2 separate regions of the Rattus norvegicus genome follow, and region 2 is linked to region 1. Evidence: chromatin contacts called from public Hi-C data. All regions are on one chromosome and are shown on one strand. Each heading gives the region's core, a stretch centred on a gene start, on an enhancer-like site or on the middle of the called end of the contact. The rest is flanking DNA. Distances are from core to core; before and after follow the strand shown.

The links. Hi-C and Micro-C count contacts between places; a contact is called where the count stands out from the background.
Region 2: a Hi-C map of liver shows a contact between it and region 1, with 3 times the contacts expected there. The contact joins the promoter of Ccdc59 here to the promoter of Tmtc2 in region 1. A contact is called at or near these places in 3 of 12 Hi-C or Micro-C datasets (kidney, liver and mammary epithelial cells).

The regions. Positions count from the first base shown.
Region 1 is chr7:42,690,267-42,697,485 of GRCr8, forward strand. Tmtc2 (transmembrane O-mannosyltransferase targeting cadherins 2) reads right to left here and starts at 2,885. Exons shown (of 12, transcript NM_001171177.2): 1 at 2,803-2,885. The coding sequence starts at 2,885.
Region 2 is chr7:43,026,769-43,033,987 of GRCr8, forward strand. Ccdc59 (coiled-coil domain containing 59) reads left to right here and starts at 2,504. Exons shown (of 4, transcript NM_001108090.1): 1 at 2,504-3,081; 2 at 4,005-4,311; 3 at 6,764-6,863. The coding sequence starts at 2,928. It overlaps Mettl25 (methyltransferase like 25), which reads right to left and starts at 2,800. Exons shown (of 12, transcript NM_001108089.1): 1 at 2,491-2,800. The coding sequence starts at 2,743.

The DNA of each region.
Region 1 (7,219 bases), core at 1,635-4,134:
ATACATAATTATATAAAGCTATATAAAACATACATAATTATATAACATACATATCAGTTGATAAAGTAAACTGATCATTGTGTTTGAAAGAAATGGTAACTTTGAGAAGTACCTAGGCAATAATGCTCAAACTGCAACAACGATAAAGCCCTCCTAAGGTAAAGGCCAGATTCTTCAGGCTACCAATGCAAAGTTCTGGCTTAGCTGAGTAAGTCATGCTTAAGAGCCATCTCTCCCTTATGTATGGTTCTTTCAACTTCCAGTGGCTTCAGTTCCACCACTGTATTCCCCAGAAGTCCCAGGCGGTCATTACCATGCACAGATGTAACTTAAGCAACGCTTTCCACATGAGTCTTTGCAAGCTGAAATGGAGTAGTAGAAACAAACAGATCATGCTGTAGTTTCCACTTGGCTCCCCCTCTACGATTCCCTCTTCACACACCAGTGGGTCACAGGACTTACATAGAAAGTGCATCTGCAAAGCCACAGTTGACAGTGCACCTTGGCTGGCAATGAATCACATTCTCATGCTGAGCACAGGACAAATAAGTCCAGTGCAGCATAAAGAGGCACCTTAGGGTTTCTAGGGAACACAGGAATGAAGCTTGCTCTCCGGCTCTTCTCCTTAAGACTTCACATTTAAAAGACTATGTGGGTGCACACGAAGTTTTGCCAGAAGTCAACAGAAAATCATTTTTACTGCTGAGTAAAGCATAATTCATGCTTTAGGCCCTTAACATTCTACAAATACATGTCTAAATATCATATTGAACCCGCTATCAATGATATGAGGAAATTGTGACATGCAAGTCACCTATACAGACAGAAAACAGAAGACGAGGGTTGTTAACACGCAGCGTGACCTGTAACAGGGGGGAGGAACCTGTTACAAATTCCAGCCATCAACAGCAACTCGTGTGTCATCGGCACAACTATCTCCCAGACCCACATTCCAAACACTTCAGGGTGAGCAGGAGACCTACAGAAAATTGCACATACAGATTCATTTAGGTTCTCGTCTCCATTTTTTACAGGAAGTGGTCCCTTTTGTAAAGAACTGGACAGCAGTTGTGACTAGTAGTCAAGAGGAATGCTTATCATACTGTTCCTTTGTAGGCTCCATGTTCTTGTTCAACACTCCCTCTTCCAGATCACCCCAAAGGACTCAGCCACTGCCCTGACTCATCCCTGAACTCATTTTAGTGAAAGCTGAACAAAGCTTTCTCCACCGGGACTCTTAAAATAGCAGGTGCAACATCACAGAAATCTGGAGGAAAAAAAGCAAGCAGCACAGCCTACCTCACTCTCAGATCATTTCTTAGAGCAGTTGAAGTCAGTACACTGTGTGAAAGTTGAGTAAAAGTTTGTCTGCCGGGGAGACTATCAGCCAGCCTCCTCTGGGCACAACACAGAAGCACATCAAGGGCCTATGAGGGTACTTTGGCAAGTATTACCAGGGAATTTCATAGCAGACATCAGGGTGGGAACCAAGACCTCCTGATTTAAGACATACAATCACTCTTAGCAGGAGAGTGGACCAGACAGAGTATACAGAACATGGCTGATTAGCAGAGTACACCCCTAGCTTCTCTTGCTGTTGTCAACCACTTTGCTGAGTTCACTGGATGCCTCGCCCTAACCCTGGGGATCCATTCACTCCCCTAAGCCCAGAGAGGCTGCTGAAAGTCTGTCAAAGTAAATCTGTGTTCACTTTTTGGATGGTTTAATTTCAATGGAGCATGAAACACCCCAGGACGGTTAATAAGTTTAGCCAGGCATGCTGTTCTCCCTAATATATTTTAATTATGCATCTGTTTTAATTGTAATCAGATTAAGTCACCGGAAAGGCACAAATTGGAATTTTCCCTAATGGCTATTGGAGCTTTTCATCAGTTTCTAAACACTAACAACATTTTTAAAATAGGTAAGGACATCAGCACAAGGGTGATATTTTCCAAGAATCAACGCAGTTTCTTTGACAACACAACCCGGGTCTCATTAGCCACCCAAACTAACCCAAATACAGAAGACAACTTCAATCTCCAGGGGCGTCTTCTTCCGCAATTAGCACCAGCGAATCACTAATGTCTAAGGCAAGACTCCCAAACAGAACTGAAAGCCCACGTTTTTATAAAGGACTTCCCCATGATAAGTGAACGAGGCCGGGGGAACCAGAGATAAAACCAGCAGCAAGATACAGTAGCTCAAAGTTTACTATCGGACACGTCAAAGAGAAAGTTGACGCAGAGTACGCGCGCTCTTTCCTCTATTTTGGCAACTGTCATGCGTGAGTTTAACTTCCAGAAATCAGTGTCCTATCAATAAAAGGAAACGACACGGGGAAGATCTTCTAAGGAGTGGAGAGTTGCTTCCTTCCAGCCCACACGTAAAATCGCTTAATATGTTTTTCTGCACCAAGGTAAACCTAGGATTGTTATTGGATTTTTTTTCGGGGCTGGTTGTTTGTTTAACGTGGGTTCATTAAACAGTTTTCCAAATTGCCTGGATTTCCGCTAAGAAACTTAAGCGCCTGCCTACCGGCAAGAAGCAAGCAAAAACCTGCTGCAAAGTAGGAGCGGAAACTCCTTTGGCCAGCCCAGCGCGCCTGCGTCCCGGCTGTTGGCTATAGGTGTTACGGTTTCCGCGTCGTCTAAACCTTCAGGTGCAGATACCTGTCCGCACCACCACCACCACCCCCAAGACGCACTTCAACCTGACAGAAAGCAGTGCTAGATCCACCGATGAACCCCCACCCCACCCCTGTCGCGCCGCAGCCATTGCCCCTTTCTCTCACCCACTTACCTGTCATCGTAGCAGAAATCCGCACTCAGGGTGTTGAGATACAAGGCGAGCCCCAGAGCGCTGCTCACCAACTCTGCAATCATCTCTCCACCGCCTTCCCTCCGGCTTGGCTCCCAGCGCGAGCGCAGCAGCGGCAACAAAAAACAGAAGCATCAATCCCCACCTTCCGCCGCCTTCTGCTCCTGGCTGCACTTTTCCCCGGCTTCCCCGCCCGCCTCCTCGCCCTCCCTCCGCTCCTTCTTCAGATCCCCGGCTCCTCGGGGCGCCGGGCTCCGCTGTTCCTGCGTGCTCCGGGGGTTGCGGGCTCACACCGCTCTCCCCATTGCCGGACAACCGCGAGAGGCAAGCGGCGATCGGCTTCACGCCCCCCGGCGGAGAATCGGGGCTAGTCCTTTCCCGCGGCTCGCGGTCCCCACCCTAACCCATGGCACTTTGGGACACCCTAGGTAAAGGACTGGGGAGATCGAAGAGTGCGAGGTCCGGGACGAAGGGGCCGGACAGAGCGAGGATCTGGGACCAGCGGGAGGAAAGGAGGGAGAGACAGAGAGAAAGGGGCGGGTGGGAGGGACGAGGCGAACCGCCTCCCCTCGCCGCCTCCCGAGCGCACGACTCCGGGGTCGTTCGCAGCAACTCGGCCACCACCGGGGCTGCGGCACATTCACTCTTTATTGGTTCCCTCCCGGACCCCTCTCCAGTGAAGTGAGAAGCGGCGACTGGGGACTCCAAAAGCTCCCGCGTGGGGTTCTCGCCGCGGCCCCACGCGCCTGCGTGGCCAGCCCACCATCCTAAGCTAGCCCAGCCCCTTTCTCCACCCAGATCCTCCCTGCAGACTCCTCCCTGTCTACCCCCACTGGCTGGAGGCTCCGCCCACTCTCCTAGCAGTTCCAGCCTCGTCCTCCGGCCCAACTCCCTTCTTCCTCTTTCTTCACCTTCCTTTTTACTCTGGAAAGCACCCCCAGGACAAAGATGACTTTTGGAAGATTGCCCAAAACGACAGCTAGAGTGCGCTCTGGGCTCTGGGAGGTGGAGGAGAAAGGCGACAGGAGGAGTCCATGACTTGTCCAGTGGTGCCTGGAGGAGCCTTGCACGCTCTAGATCGCAAGCCAAGCGTCTGGTGCCAAGAGCTGTCAGGCAAAGGTCTGGTCAGCTGGAGAGACCTCTGGGGACACGGAGAGGTAGGACAGGTTTGCAGAGCGCTGGCAACTACGATTGACAATAAGGATTGACAATAAGGATCTATTGCCCGCGCGCGCTCGATGCGTGAGCTGAATTGGGATGGAAGGGCCTGTTGAAGAGCTGGGAGGTGGGGGAGGAGGGAGCAGCGTTTAGGAGAGAGTTCTACTCTGGGGCCACGCCGTCACCGTCGACGTTAATGTCAGTGGAAAGACGCGTGTCCCGCAGTTAGATTATGAAAAGGGATCCAGGAAATGAAAGGGGAGAGGCTAGAAGATAAGAAACAACCATGTGCTCCTCAGAAATTGCGTGGGGGTGGGTGTCTTTCGTGGTTCAGGACGGTCAAGCTGCCGCTGAAAACACAGAAGAGACCACGCTAATGAAACCCTCTACAGAGGCATGCTTAAACCCAGCAAGGCGGAAAAGCCAGTGCCCTTTCCTTTCCGCCCGGATGCAAGACTGGATGGAAGGCATCCAACGTGATGAAATACGGCGTAGAAGAATAGTCTGGGCAGAAGGAGCACTGGGTACTAAAGTTGCATGACCAAAGAGATCCGAGAGCTGTCTGCCACACCCCCTTCCTGCCTGGTCCCCTTTCTGACTGGACTGGTCGCTCACTTGGACGATGATGAACACTACTGCAGCGCCCCCTGCTGTGGGGATGCTACAGGGCCTAGAAAACAAGTCGGTGCAGGACTGACTTGTCCCCCCATTGGAAGAGCAGCACCTGACCAGCAAACTCTTCAAAGATACTAAAGAAAGCGGAGCACCTGGGTATGTGGCAGCGATCTGAAAAGTTTGAGTGCCTGCAGAATAAAGATGTCTGACTTTACAAGGGAATCTTTTAGACCCTGACAAATGTGGGTTCTACCTGCAACAGGCAAATGTTGATTTGATCAAAATATTCTGTGCATGTAGGAAGTTCTAAAATAATATATTAAAGACAATGGTTCCTGTTTTGCATGCTCCCCGATATACTGTTTTTTTCTTTTTTTTTTTTTTACGTTTTAAAAAAATCATATCAACTGGTCCATTCGGATCCTCTCTGGCTCTCTCCTGGGCTTATATATTGATATTGGACCCTGGGACCCTGGGGGAGGAATACATACTTAAGTCAGATATCTAGGTTTGCGTATCAGTTTGGCTATTCGTTATTTGGGTAAGCTAGGGCCAATCACCTTCTTCATGCCTCACTTATAAATACACTTTGGTTAGAGGAGTTACCATGTAAATAAAGCATTTACACAGAGACTGACTGGTTCAATAAGTTAGCCCTTAGAGTTTCCAACGTCCGTCATCTTTTGCTTCTTAACTAAAACCTAGACACCCCCTGTAAAATGCATACCATCACACCCACACCGTCCCATTCTTAGTGCAAACTGTCACCCAAATACACCCATCACATCTACAGAGCTCTAATCCTGGTCGAAGCCGTTGTCTCCTACACCAACTAATCGAATGGCCTTGGAAATGGTCTGGCTTCTACACCCACAGCCCCTGCACCAAGCGTGTACTTGAGGCAGCAGACAAGCCCATTTAAGTTCAATCACTCCACCTAGCCATGTGTAGTGCACATAGCATAAAACTCTCTTTTGGCCCTCCCCCTCTTTGCAAGAGGTCTGTCCACGTATGCCTTCTCAGGAACCTTCTTTTCTCTCCTTCCTGGAACTGTTTTCTCCCCTAGACATTCTTCGGCTGCTTTCTACTATCAGGTATTTCAAATGGTATTGCTTTAAAATTTCCTTCACGTACTTTATAAAACACACACACACACACACACACACACACACACACACACACACACACACGACATCTCTTTCCCATCATCCTTTATTACTTCTTTCTTAGTACACATTAGTATCTTTGTTTGCTTGCTTGCTTGCTTGTTTGTGGGGCTTGGGGGGGGGTTTGAGACACAGTTTCCCTAGGTAGCTCTGACCGTCAAGGAATTCACTCTGTGGATTAGGTTGACCTCAGCCTCAGAGATCCACCTGACTCTGCCTTCAGAGTGCTGCTATTAAAGGTGTGAGCCACCACTGCCCGGAGATAAGCAAACATTTATTAACGTACCCCTTGAATGATGAAGTTTGTAACCTTATCCGCATAATGCCCAGAGCCTATAGCATCTGAACATGTAAGAGAAACTATAAAAGAGGGGTAAACAAATGAACAATAAGAGTATTTAAGGGATTTTATGGAAGAGCTGAAAGCCCACAAGTAGTCATCAGGAAGAAGGAACCAATTTGTTATCTGCTTTAAAGATGCCGAGCAGGAGGGAAGAAGGGTGACGTTGGAGTGCATCACTTCCTCAGGAAGACCCATGTAGGAAGTCACACGAGGACAACCTCTTTCCTAAGACTTACTGGCATAAAAGTAAGAGAGACCTTAGGGTTCAGAGTGCTAAAACCTTGTGAACATTTCTCAATTCCAAAGCTCTGGTAGTTTCAAAAAGCCAAGTGTGGCTTTCTCTACCACCACACAGCCCCTTTGAATTGCCTCGGGAACTGAGTCATGCCATAAAAATGGTAGACCTTGAGATTCTTAATAGACAGCAGACTGGACATCCTGAAGTGTTTGGGAAAAAATTCAGTTGCTTGTAGCAAAAAAAAAATTCGATTGTACTTTAACGTGGGTCCCTATATCTTTCCTGTGAATTAAGCAACGGGTTCTTGTAGATTGCTCTCCAAGGGCTGAGAAAGAACCAGTGCTCGCATTTTCCACCTTTCTCAAACGATTACAGAGAGCAACTAGGATTAAATATGCCACCACTACTCCTGGAGATCATTTATGACCACAGAGCTCCTTTTAGCTTATTAAGGTGCATTTGTCCGCTGTGAGGCGAGGGGAGGCTGCTGCTGCCTCCGTTCTGAATTTATACATTGTTTATTTAAAGCTGTTGCAGCTATCCTCGGTGGAAGGAAATTAGGCTGGTTGGCTTAAAGCTTTCTACCTTAGACACAAGTTTGGCAAAAAAAAAATTTAAAGTGCTAAGCCCTTATTTTCCTTATTTTCCCGAGTAGGTCCCACACATCTGCTACCTTACCACTTCCTCAATGAATTCCATTTTATAGTCAACCAGACCTAGCCTACATTTGTTCTGCATTCCCAGGCCTTTGTTGTATAATTCATACCTTTGTGGTGCCAGTTCCTCGGGGTAAAGATTTCCTTATTTTCCTAAGACATTTTTAGTTTATTGTGCAATCCCATCTTCCCTTTGGGTGTTGCATAAATATTAACTAAAAGC
Region 2 (7,219 bases), core at 1,254-3,753, 340 kb after region 1:
TCACAAATTATACAATGCAACACATTTAGAAATGCATTTGCTAAATAAAAAAAATAGACAAAATGTAAAGTAATTCATGGAAGGCTGCTTCAGTCCCCACTCAGATGGCATGAAGACCCTCAAAACCTGCGCATACTATAAAGAACAGGGAGGGGTGGAAAGGTCAAGGATCCTCTACCCTCGGGTGAAAGGCAGCTGAATACAGTAGCCTCCTTGTCTTAGGGGACTCCTGCAGTGGGAAAGGACCACACCCAACTGAGGAAGAGATGTTTACTCAGCTTACAATACCCATCAATTACATGGGAACTGTAGCAGTCAGGTCCCTGGAGGCGGGAGCTGAGGCAGAGGCCACGGAAGTTAAATAAGGCTTCTTAGGCTCTCTCTAGGGCTCCATCAGCCTGTTCCATCCCCAGCCCAGGGGAGCACTGCACACCCCAGGCTGGCCCCGCCCACAACAATTTTTTTTTTTTTTGGTTCTTTTTTTTCGGAGCTGGGGACCGAACCCAGGGCCTTGCAATTTTTGAATAAGAAAACTTCCCGCAGACTGGCCTGCAGGCCAATCTGATGGGAGTACCTTCTCAGTTAAGGCTTTCTCTTCCCAAATAATTCCAGTTTGTATCCAGCTGACAAAACTAACCAGCCCGCTCCCTACACTTCTAGCTTGTGGGAGAGAGAGAGAGAGAGAGAGAGAGAGAGAGAGAGAGAGAGAGAGAGAGAGAGGGGGAGAGAGAGAGAGAGAGTGTGTGTGTGTGAGAGAGTGAGAGAACCCTTGGGAAAGCTGGCCAGCCAGACTAGCCAAATGGCAATCTCCAGGTTCAGCATGAGATCCTGTCTACCATGCCATGTGGGGACCCATCAAGGATTACACTGGACATCAATCAGGTCTTAACACACATGTACCCCTCACAAAAACATACATATACACATGTGTGCACACATACCACAAACCTACATGTGGAAAAGGGTGTTTTTTTTTTTTTTTTAAGTGAGGAACAGCTTGACTGTTGGCCAAACAGTAAAAATTTCATTGCATAGAATTTGAAAGATTAACTGGAGAGCAATGCCAACAACTGAGATACATGCGTGTTTTTATGTTGTAAGAGTAAAAATACTCTGTGGCTAGTGGCAGTTGCTGGTTGCTAGCAGATGAGGCCACATTTTCCTCAGGGGTACAGCCATTGGCAAGTTGCTCATGCTCCAGTAAATAATGCTACACTCATATTCATACAAGCAACGCTAATTAAACCCAGTGGGACACACACACATATGAATACACACACACACACACAAAGACATTGACGTAGAATGAAGGCTAATTGAGAAGAAGAAAGTAAGGAGTTAAGCAGGAGAGGGAGGGAACAAAGCAAGGTATTGACCGGTGAATATGATTAAAACATATATGTACAAAATGTTCAAGATAATTAAAAACACCCTTTATATGCTAAAATAGCTTAAAGATGTTGAAGACTTATGTGAAACACACAACTAGATTTGAGAAAACAAAAGCTGCATCTTGTGCACATCACACACACGTGGAAATACATCACATACATGTGCATATGTGCATACCAAAATTATCCTCTGGGCAATGCTCAACACATAGAACTTTCTTGTCCTCATCTGGAAAAACTATAATAATTTAACTCTTAAACTGCTGTTAATGAGAGAAATGAGAATAAAATTCCAGTTTGGCTGGACTTCATCTGTTGTTAAGGTAGATATGGTTCCTGCTTTTTACAAGTTTATGTACCAAATTGTCAACGCAGAATGCTGTGGGAGAATAGGGGTGTCCAACTTTCCAACAACCAAGAACAATTTCAAAGAACCAATATTTCTTAAGTTCTATCTTTAAAACACGCCCCACACCTGCACCCTCGTGGCACTCTGCATTTACTGGATGCTTCGGGGATGAAGTAAGTTCACTAAAGTTGACAACACGTGGAAAACCTGGAAGCCAAGCTCAAGCACTTCCAGGAGCTGGTGTCGTTCCATTGTCTATTTCCAAAAACAGAAATTTGGTAAAATCTACGTTTTTGGAGGGTATGAACCTCCAAAGCCTAGAAAACATCAGGGCGCATAACTGATACTGAAAATACATAGTTTCAAGTGAACTAGCGAGCATTCAAAACTTTCGCTATCACCATCCCTCATCCACAAGACAATCTTCCTTGTTCTGATTATAAACAGACTCTTATCCAGTCTTCCAAGCTCACACTTCAACCTTGTATTGATCGTCCCATAGTCTTGATGTTTTCAAAACTAAACTGTTGAATCACTAAGTGAAGGGACGTCTCTTCCCTGGGTTGACTTCCTCAAATTGTGGAACTCTACCCGCACCAAGACTAGAACCCAGAGGGGACCCCGCCCACCCTCACTATTCAGATCCCTCCAATTCCCCTCCTAGGGAGAGCATCATTCAAGTCCCGGCCACTTCCGCCTAGTTCCACCAGGGGGCGCACTGACAGCCGCCCCGCCCGCCCGGCCATTCACCTGATCCCGCCTCTGCCTCCCCCAGGGGAAGCGTCTCGTGCAGCTCGGCCTCCGCCGCCGACTTCCTCAGCGTTGCCAGCACGCTCTCAGGGGGCAAGTCGACCAGCTCTTGCCAGATCGACTTGGTGTAGAAGTCCACTGTATGCGCACTGGAAATGGCCAGGGCGCCCCTTAGGAAGCTCAGCAAGTCCTGTAACGTGGCGTGCAGCGTGGGCAGGTCCGGGGCCCTGGGGAGAGGGCTGGCCGCCGCCATGACGCTCGCCCTCCAGGGCTGCAGGTGGCGCCAACATGGCCGCGCGACCCCCTCTCTCCCCGGAAGCAGCACAGGCCGAAGCAGTCGAGCTCCGAGCATGCGCTAGTTTGGGAGATTGATTGCTTCTGCCTGGTGACGTATTTTGTCGGCGTCCACTGTAGTTCTACTAACCCGGTGGTGTAAAATGGCGCCCGGGCGGCCGTCTTCGAGGTTGCGGACCGGAGGATTTGCGGCGCGTGGGGAAGGGACTCCTCAGGTCAGATTCGGAAATCAGAATGGGAAACGCAGGACCTGGCGGCCGAACCACCAGCAAGCCTTCCTAGGGAGCGTGCGCGAGGGTACGTAAGAAGACAGCCGTAGTGGAATCCTCGGGCCCTCGGAATCCTAGGTGCACGATGGGTCCGGGCTTGGAAAAAGGCTTTAGGACGTAGACCCGGTCCGGCTTAAGATCGGGGTAGCCATTCCTACGCCTGCCAAACCCGAGAGCTTCTCAGTCCTTTGCATGGGAGAACCGGACGGTGCTGTCAACTTGAGGTTTTTAACGCAGCTCTTTAGTTTAAGCGGAAGCACGGAGCGTCTAGGGGGTCCACTTGTCTATGAGCATATAGGCATACTTGCATCTGTATTACAGCAAAGGAAAGAGAGAAAGATCAGGTTAAAAGTACACTGTACCAAAGCCCTGATAAATAAGAAAAAAAAAAAAACTACACAGTAGCCCTCTAGTCTCATAGTGCTGTCTTTCCTAGATTTGTTGTCTTATCTTTTGTAAGGCTTCTCAATGCACGTCAAATGGTAAAGTATTTTTGTTCGATCAAATAATAACTGACAGGTGTTCAGAAAGTTATACAGTATTCCCCTTTTTGTTGTGTTTTATTTTGGAAAATAAGTCATTAGTAAATTTATCCAAGGGAAAAATAACCGATTACCCTACCTTATTTTTAAGTATTTACTTAAGACTCTGGTGATGTTTTATATGAAATAAAGAAAATGTAAGCTGTGAATACGATTGTAAGTTCAAGCTGAGCAGTAAAGTTTAGTTTACTGTACTTAGTTTTTATGTGGTGTCTGACAACTGTTAGCCTTATATTCAGGTAAAGGGCCAGCTTGCTCTTCAGTGAGTCATTAAATGTGTTGCCTAACCTAAATTTTAAAGCAAAGCCAAGCAATTCTACCATTTGGATATAATGTAAAAGAAAAAAAAATCTTCGTTTATTTTTCACTTCCTGTTAAAGTAATTGTGACTGAGATCTTTCAATGTTAGGACAGGGTTTTGCATTTCGGAGAAAACTGAAGATCCAGCAAAATTACAAGAAATTGCTGTGGAAGGTAAAGAAGGCACCAGCATCACAGGGATCCCAGTTCGAAGATCATTACCCAGAGCATCTGAAACACCTGTATCTAGCTGAGGAAGAAAGACTCAGAAAACAGCAAAGGAAGGTGGACCTTGCTCTGTCAGAAGGACAACTTGACCAGCCTTTGCCTGAAGAGGAAGGCAACACTGAGCAGGCTGTGTCTGAAGAACAGTCGAGTGTTTTCCAGCCTCAGCCAGAGGAGCCGAGTACAGTAAAGTATGCACTTTCTTCTTTGGAAAGTCTTCACTTTAAAGAATGTTTTATTAACTTGTGTAAGAATTAGAATTTTTCTTAACACACTTTTCAAGTCATGTAATAATATTTCACGGAGTCTCCCCTTTTAATGTTAAATGACTGAAGTAGTGTAGTTGAGCATAGATGGTGAAAATATGAAATGAGAATTAATAGATCTGAGTTTCGATCTACCTCTCAAGAACAAGTAATACAATTGGACCATAATTAAGCCCAGTTATTAATGTATAATTTGGGGTTGGGGCTGGGTTTTATGTTACAGATCTGTAAGCCCAATATTTAGAAGGATGAGGCCAGACTATTACCAGTTCCAGGACAGCATGGGCAACATAACCAACCAGACTACAAAAATAATGCAAGCGTGTAGCCGTTGGCACTTTGGATTATAAAGCTAGACTTTCCATGATAGTATACCAGTGTCCTCTCTATGACTATATACTATGACTTTATACTGTGAAGGATAGTATAAAACTATTTGAGAGCCACCATGTCCACCATCTTGCACAGCCCCAACCCGGATCATCTTGTCAGATCAATGATGTTCCTAAAGCATTTCATGACGTTTTGTCATGTTCATTTATATCAAGTATTCTAAAACATGCTTGATGTTTGGTAACTTTATGACTGCTAACTGCTGTTCTCTGTATTTTAATTTGCATTTTCTGCAAAGGGTACAGGAAATAGGTTACAGTTAATGAAAACCAAGCAAGGCATGATTTTATAGGCCTGTAATCGTCTCAGAAGGTGGAAACGGAAGATTGTTGTTAATTCAAAGATAGCTTGTCCGTAGTAAGAGTCCATTCTATGAAACAATAAAACTGTTAGCATGTGGATGTTTTCCTGGATGAGTGCTGGCTCATTTCTGTTGACCCCTGTACTGAGGAGGGTGAGCACAGGAGGATCCAATAGTTAGAGGCTAAGCTGGAGCAGGCGGCGGGTTTCAGGCCAGCTGACACTACTTTATCTTAAAACAAAACCCTTTGGCCACTTTGATTTGAGCTAGTTTATAAAACTTTTGCTACATACAAGACAGAACTGTTGTCTTTCAAAGCTGAGGCAATGATTGCACGTACAGGACATATGCAGGACCAAGCCAGGCAAAATCCCATCATGGGCTGCAGAGGGACTCACAAAGTATCATATCTAGCTTTGGAGATTTTGACGATTGATGGTTGTTGGGGAGGGAGAGTCCGTCTTCCTCAGACATGCCTGAGAGACTACCCGTGCTCCAGTAGATGGCTCCACACTCATGCACATGCACTAGATGCACATGAGAAGAGGAAATGGTGCGTAGGTTTGAGCAATAATACTTTGTATGAATGTATATAATTCTCAAACTGAGAATTGTTTGTGTTGCAAATAAGAACTAAGTATATAGTAGGGGTAAAGGAAGAAATGAGGGTTGGTTGTGCTTTGTTTTCTGTAGACTCTTCTGTCATGCAGTAGTAGATGGGATAGGTAGATCCTTGGAGCTCATTGGCTAGCCCCCTGGTTTGTGAAGAGCCTCAAATACAGTGGTGAGCAGTCCCTTAGTCTCTGTACATGTCTCTACACTATGCCCAAACCCTTAGGAACACTCTTGTGCATGAGAAGTAGAAGCGAAGAATGACACTCTCACACTGAAGTTTTCAAATGTAGGTAATAGAAGGAAGCAAAAAGCCTATTGGATATTTTGGGCTAGGAGATCAGGACTGTCTTGGTAAGGACATTTTGGAATGGTGGAGCAGAAATAGGATGTCAGAGAGTCAAGGAGTGAGTGAGAAGTCATGACCAGTTTATTCTTCATGCAGAAATTTACTATGAAAAGTTAAACATTATTAGCTGGCCAGAAGATAGACTTTGGTAATGGAAGACATATGCACTTATTTTTAACCAGGGAGCTGTTAAAGTAGATTGTAGTTATGACAGGAGAAGGTGAGACACAGAGAGAAGGAAGGTTGCTACTAAGTGACGTAACAAGTAACACTAGTGACTTCCCTTTCTAAGAGCTCAAGGTGCTTCAGTGTAGAGCACTGCAAATGCAGACTGTCTAGGAGGGATGGCTTGTGGTAAGAGGAGGAGACAGACACAAGGACGACAAAAGCAGTCAGATTGAGGTTTATTTATACCTCAACTTTTGTTGCATCTGGTACTTCATTTTCCACCTGTTATTAACAGTTTACTATCCATCCATCTGTGTGCTAAGTATTTCTCCCAGAAATACCCATTTACCATCCTTTGATCTGTAATCTTGCCTGTACTATAGTTTTAATGTCTTATTTGGACATGTCCCTTTTGCTGTTGTAGTTGGTATTGGTATTTTTCTTCAGGCTTCCTTCAGTTTGTATTAGTGAGGTTTTTATATATAAATACTGGATTTGACACGGTATCATTTTTTTGAATGGTTTAACTTACCTGTCTTAATCTATCTTGCAAGTTCTGTGACTTTTCCAAAGAAAAAGAGAAAGAAAACTTCAAACCAAAAGGCACAGGAAGAGTATGAACGAGTACAAGCGAAGCGTGCTGCTAAGAAATTCGTAAGTCCTACTTTGTGGTTATTTAGCCATGTTTCTCATTGGCACATAATATTTATTGTCTGCTTTAATACTTATTTTATGCTTTACCTAATAGACTTGTAGAATTGTACAATTTTCAAAGTCCTTATTTGGTTCAGACGATCTTAGTAGGTCAGTGATAAGATTTAAAAAACAAGCAAAGAAAATGTTGCTGGTAAGTAAATAATATGAGCATCTGTGACAATGTGTCTCAAACTGGGTTCTTTTGCAAGTTCCTTAGAATAATCTTATATGCTGTAAATTTGCATTCTTGAGACCTAAGTAATCAAAATATTGATAATTTTCTTAATTTAAGAAAATTAATAAATAATTTTCCG